2 separate regions of the Danio rerio genome follow, and region 1 is linked to region 2. A link is a contact called in public Hi-C data. All regions are on one chromosome and are shown on one strand. The core of a region is the stretch at or near the end of the contact, and the rest is flanking DNA. Distances in the headings are between cores, read along the strand shown. Region 1 holds the start of slc30a1a (solute carrier family 30 member 1a). Region 2 holds the start of ezrb (ezrin b).

What was found. Hi-C and Micro-C count contacts between places; a contact is called where the count stands out from the background.
Region 1: a Hi-C map of an unstated tissue shows a contact between it and region 2, with 4 times the contacts expected there. The contact joins the promoter of slc30a1a here to the promoter of ezrb in region 2. A contact is called at or near these places in 3 of 18 Hi-C or Micro-C datasets (caudal fin, hematopoietic stem cells and an unstated tissue).

The regions. Positions count from the first base shown.
Region 1 is chr20:15,130,783-15,133,774 of GRCz12tu, reverse strand. slc30a1a (solute carrier family 30 member 1a) reads right to left here and starts at 1,737. Exons shown (of 2, transcript NM_200879.1): 1 at 960-1,737. The coding sequence starts at 1,560. nek2 (NIMA-related kinase 2) reads right to left here. Exons shown (of 10, transcript NM_201050.1): 10 at 1,966-2,670. The coding sequence ends at 2,468.
Region 2 is chr20:14,860,914-14,864,074 of GRCz12tu, reverse strand. It overlaps ezrb (ezrin b), which reads left to right and starts at 1,269. Exons shown (of 14, transcript NM_001030285.2): 1 at 1,269-1,296; 2 at 2,887-2,975. The coding sequence starts at 2,964.

The DNA.
Region 1 (2,992 bases), core at 488-2,987, 270 kb before region 2:
GACTGAAATGTTATTATTCGATTTCTGTGTTATTTTACCATGACAAAATGAGTTCAGCAGTAAACTATAGTTTCTGACATACATGATCCTGGTGGAACACTGTTTATTCGCTAAGTTCAGGGCTTTTTTCGGGCTTTATTAGTTTGCTGATACACGCCTAGCCACCCAAATAGCAAAACACAGTTCCGGCTAGATTCTCGCCTGCCGGAGACTTATCTCTTAGAGCTCAGACTGACTAATGTTACCTCTGCTGGACCTACTCCGGATGCCTGGACTCACTGCCCGATTCCAGTCCGAGTCAATCGAGCCAGATGCGGCGGCCGAGCGAGCAGGCGCTGCCGCATGCGAGCCGGAATCAGCCCGCGACGCCGCGAGTAAGTTATGCGCTGCAGCCCGGAGCTGGCGCGATTAAATATATAAAACCCTCATATTTGTTAACGTTATTACATCCATTTGTGTTGATATGACAGCAAACGCATGCTGAGAAGTTCGGGGGGCGTAGTTGATTTTACATAAAGCGTTTGATTGGAAGCTCGACTCTGCTCATTTTCGCGGCTCCTCCTCTGGCTCCATCAGACAATCCTTCTGCGCATGTCTGGCTCCAATTTCAGCAGTCTTTTGCGACAGTTTGTGCCCGTCAAGCAGGCGTTTTGCCCTCAAGGCGTTCAATGGGAAAAAGGGCTGTCGCGTCGTCCATATTTTTTACAGTCATTGGTAGGTAACGTTAAGCCTTCTTTCTATCTGGGCCGCTTTGTTGCCAATGGCTGCAGGTTAACAAACATCCCCGGCGAGAAACAAAAGCCCCAACATGAAAGTTTTGCACACGTTTCGCTGAAACCATTGCGCAAATAGGAGACCACATTCTACTGAATTCTGGACGATCTTTCGGTTATTTGTATCAAACAATACTATAAACACAATATTGATAATGAATTTGAAAGAAAACAAACCCCATTTACCGGCAGCCTTCCGCTCCGCATTAACGCCATTCGGGCTGTTGTGATTCGCGACCAGGTTGTTGGTTTCCTCTCCGGCGGATCGACTGTCCTCCAGCGTCTCGCTCCGGCGGACCTTCCCGTTCTTGTGTTTTTTGGCTCCGCCGTGGCTGTGTCCGTGTCCGCCGTGCGAATGCCCGTGTCCCCCGCCGCCGGCGTGCCCGTGAAAGAGGCAGAGCCCGAGCAGGTTGACCAGCAACCCCAGAGCCCCCACCCCGATCACAACCCAGGGCTGCTCGATCTCGTGCGGCTCAGTGAAGCGTTCGATGGCCTCGAGAATGATGGTGAAGCAGAGCGCGGTCAGGAACACGGCGTTGACCAGCGCGCCCATCACCTCGGCCCGGATCCAGCCGAAGGTGTTCTTGTTGGTGGACTGGGTCTGCTCGGCAAAGCGCACCGCGACCAGAGCCACGACCAGCGCGATCACGTCCGACAGCATGTGGAATGAGTCCGAGAGCATCGCCAGAGAGGAGGTGATCCGGCTGACCACTACCTCCACGATGAAGAAGCCGAAGGTGAGCGACAGCATGCAGAGCAGGCGAACCCGGTTCGGCGCGCAGGCCATGATCACACCGCGGGCGGAGCACAGACAGAAACAAAGCTTTAAATCGAAGCGACCCCCTTCGGGTTAATATCCCATCACTGAGCTCGTTCCCCGATGGACAGGCTGTAAGCGCTGCGCTTATCCGCGTGTAATGAGCGCCGAGGAGCGGGTTCGGTCCGGTTATACAGCCCGTATTCTGCCGCTCGTCTGCAGACGGCTGAAACTTTGCACCCGGACCGGCGAACTTTCCACACGGAACACGCTCAGCGGCTAGCCACGCCCACACTCATGTGATTGGTTGAGCGCTCGGGATCGAGGAAAATCAGAGCTTTCTAGAAAAGCGCAAAACTCCGCGTACAAACACAGCATGTCCCTTACAGCTAAAGCTTGCGTCAGTGACCCACAACAGAAGCAAATACATATAAGTGCAACCATTATTCATTTATTTATTCCAAATAAAAACAATGCTTCTAGCAATAAAACATCCATAGTGTAATGCACATTAAAAAGACAGTTCACCCAAAATAAAACATTACTTACCATTTATTCACCCTCAAGATGTTCCCTTTCTCTTCACAAAAGGAGATATTTGGAAGAATGTTTGTAATTGATAGTCAGACATCTATAGTGGGATATAACAAATTTTATTAAAGTTAATGGCTACTGATTCCCAACATTTCTCTAAATATCTTCATTTTTGTGTGATCAGAAAATAAAAAAAGAAACGAAAAGGTTTGGAAAAATTGGAGGGTGAATAAATGATAAGAGAGTTTTGAATTTGGGGTTAGCTGTCCCTTTAAATGAAATGCTCCAGTGTACTGTACAAATGCTGCAGCAAATAAATTAAAGCAGGAATCTATCTCTTAATATACACAACTAGACGAAATCCTCTTGACGTGATTGACCACAGTGGCAGTGTCTTTGAAGGCTAGCGGATTCCCTGCATTTCTCTGTGTTTTGGCGAGTGGATCATCTTCTCCTCCTCTCCGAGTGTCTGTATGCGCTTGTTCATCAGCTGGTGTCTCTTCTCAAGGATGTGCTCCTGAGGTTTCATGATCAGTCTGCCGTTCTCCTTCCCGTCTCCTGCAAAGTGAACCCTCTTTTTCCCTGGAGAGATGTTCTCTTCATTCTCTGTTGAAACGCAAAATGAGAATTTTCATTCGTTTTCGAAAAACCACATATAGTTAATTGTTTCCCTCTCATTATAATATCTGTGGCTCAAACAATGATGACTCAAGGGGCTACTTAAATTTCAGCTGAGTCATGTTTTTAGTGGTTATTGCACACTGCCTTTCCACTGCACACTTCACTCCTTAGCTCCCTTTTAGCATTTGCTTATTTTATTAGGCGCTCATTTATCATACTATATATTATTGCTCCCAAATAGTTGTTCAAATCAATGGAGAATGGTCAGTTTAATGCATCCTTGAACAACTAAAACAGAAATGTCTGA
Region 2 (3,161 bases), core at 20-2,519:
TGAAAGCATGGATCCTTCCTGCCTTTTATCAACAGTTCAGGCTGCTGGTAGTGTAACGGTGTGGCGATGTTTTCTTGACACATTTTGGGCTTATTAGAACCAACTGAGCACCGTGTCAACTCCACAGCCCACTCGAGTATTGTTGCTGACCATGTCCATCCCTTTATGACCACAGTGTACCCATCCTCCGATGGCTACTTTCAGTAGGATAATGCTCCATGTCATAAAGCGTGAATCGTCTCAGACTGGTTTCTTGAACATGAAAACAAGTTTACTGTATTCAAATGACCTCCACAGTCACCAGATCTCAATCCAATGCTATCATGTTAAAATCTCTGATGATTATTTCCAGCACCTTGTTGAATCTATGATGGATTAAGGCGGTTCTGAAGGCAAAAGGAGACCAACCTGGTACTATGTGTACCTAATAAAGAGGCCAGTGAGTGTATATAAATATTTTGATGTGTATATTTACATTTATGTACATAAAATGCTGTTAATAAATGAGAATTTTAAGAAAACACTTTCATGTAAAGGACCTGTTTTTAAATAAAAAACAAACAAACAAACAAACAAAACATTTTCCCACAGTAAAGAAGTCTTTATTAATGTTCTCAATTACAAACAGGGAAAAGTCTTTCCAAAGCAAATTAGGATAATTGCATAGTCAGAATAAATTAACTAGAGACTCTTGAGTTTCTTACAAAAGAAACCATATGTATCAATATCTTTTTTTGTATTAATACGTATTTACTGTATGTACAATGGTGCATAATTCTAAATGAAACTTATTGTGTCCTAATCGTAATTAAGTACCTATTAGGATTCAGACATATATTTTCAATAAAGAAAACCATATTGACAGAGTAGCCCACTATTATGACGTAAACAGCAGACGCAAACGTAGACTTTTGAACACCTACCACTTGATATATTTCTCAATGCTGCAGCCAGGTACGTTTCAAATGCTCGAGTTGCTCCTAAAGGCTGCAAATTATTGTGTCATTAAAATCATTTTCAAGCAAACTTTAGCCCTTTAGCCTCGGTGAAGTGAAGGCACTTGAGCAGGCGCATTTTGCTGATGGTATCCGGCGTTGTGGGCGTCGCGGCGCAGCAGCGCGTCTCAAACAGGAACTGGAGCCGCTTTTTTTCAGTCGGTCTGTCTGTCATTCGGCAGAGCGCACAAAGGTGAGCGCACCGTCAGCCATATTATCGCCGCCGGACTCCGCGCTCACTTCCTCGGAAGGGAGGGGAATTTTTCGGCCGAAGCTGTGCTGAACTGACTTGCCGGCTCTGGTAAGATACTCCCCGATCGATTATCGCTTGGGTCAAAGACCGCAAAACAGTTTGCGCGTCTACGGTTCAGGCGGTCGTCTTTGTGCTGACGCCGCCCAGTTCACGGAGAAATCTCTACCAACAGGTGCAGCTCTGATTAACGCAGTGGGATAGCATGTACCTTGCCACGAGACAGGCCCTTTTACAAACACAGAGACGCTATCAGACGCGGGATAGAGCTTTGTCTATTTTGAGGATGAACAGCGTGGTCGTGCACGCTACCATGTGGACAGCATTGTCAATGTAAATTTGTGTTTTAGCCTATGATATAGGCTTGTGAATCGAGAAGCTCGTGGGTCGTTATGCTAAATTCGGCTCCGTGACAGTGAAACGAGTGTTTCTCTGTCGGGGCACCGAAAACCGCAGTGTGTTTCCTGCACTTTTCGACAGGGACGTAACGGCGTCATAAGTCAATCGTCAGCAAAACAGTTTAGTATGAATCCCGAACGAATGACTCTTATGAGCCAGTTATTGGATCCAAAACATCAATACAGTTCAGTTCTCAAGTAAACGATTCTTATGAATCGGATCTTTTTTAGTGAATCGAAATAATTTTAACCGGTTCTTTTTATTAAGTCGTTACCACTCATCTGTCTATTATGGCTAATTATTGATCTCTTTTCTCGTAGTAGTATCATTGCTTTTGTTGTATATACCTAATCAAGCATGAGAATCGGAGCCAATCGTTCAAGCTGGTCAGTTTGTGCACCCATTAGATATAATAATAATAATATTTTTTATAATAATCATAATACTATAGTTTTGTTGTTATTGTAATTACAGTATTAGTTAGTAGTTTTGTATTATAGTTATCTTATTGATCATGAATCGTTACGTAAAGCGCGAGTTGTGGAGTGAATCTCGAACAAACGACTCTTACGAACCGGATCTTTCAGTGCATCAAAGCACGCACGAATCAGTAGGAGGTGTTTCAATTTCTGTCATTTCATTTGCTGTAGGACTCGAAATCAAACAAAACTTATAGAACTGTGCTATAATGTTAAATTAACTCAAATGACAACTCAAGTGACTGACAAGTGATGAGGTTAAACTCAAAACGTAAACATCTAATTATAGAAGTATTATGTATTTATTTAGTAAAATATGCTAATGTCGATACTTCAGTTACCTTAAATCATTTTTTTTCTTTCATATTGAGTAATATAGTTGAGCAAACTTTATTTGTTCTCATGACCAAAAACTCGCCTCATGTAACGTTACCATTATTGATTACCTTGTCTATGATCAGCTCCCGCTATGTATATTACTATTAATTATAATAACCGAATATTTGACATTCCCCGTGCAGGCTCGATCTTTGGGGAACAGAGACTGGAGCAAATATTTGCAGAATGGGGTGGGGACTTTAAATTCAAAGGCGGTGTTACCTCTGTTTGGGTGAGGCATTGACAATCTCGAGTTCCAGCTTTTTTTTAATCGTGATTCATGCGGCTGTTCATGGAGTGCGTCAGGGTTTATTCTCGCCGATCTTTAAATGACAGGCAGGCTGCTCTTGAGTCATTCTTAGTTTCTCCTCTTTCTGTTTCACAGGGAGGATCCGTGGAGAGAAAAACTGACTTTATTCTGACGCTTTGACGAGAGGAATCGGCATCTACATCAAAATCAAAATGCCTAAACCAGTAAGTATTAATTTTTATTGAGAGTATGTTTATTATTAAACCGTAAAGACGGACCAGTCTGGATGTTTGCCTTGTTTTCAACTTCTGGTTAGTGTTTTAAAGTTTTCTGAAGGATTTGTTGTCTGATTGGAGACATGTTTTGGTTTATTAATGTTGACTTCAATTCTGTGGAAGCAGTGAAACCAT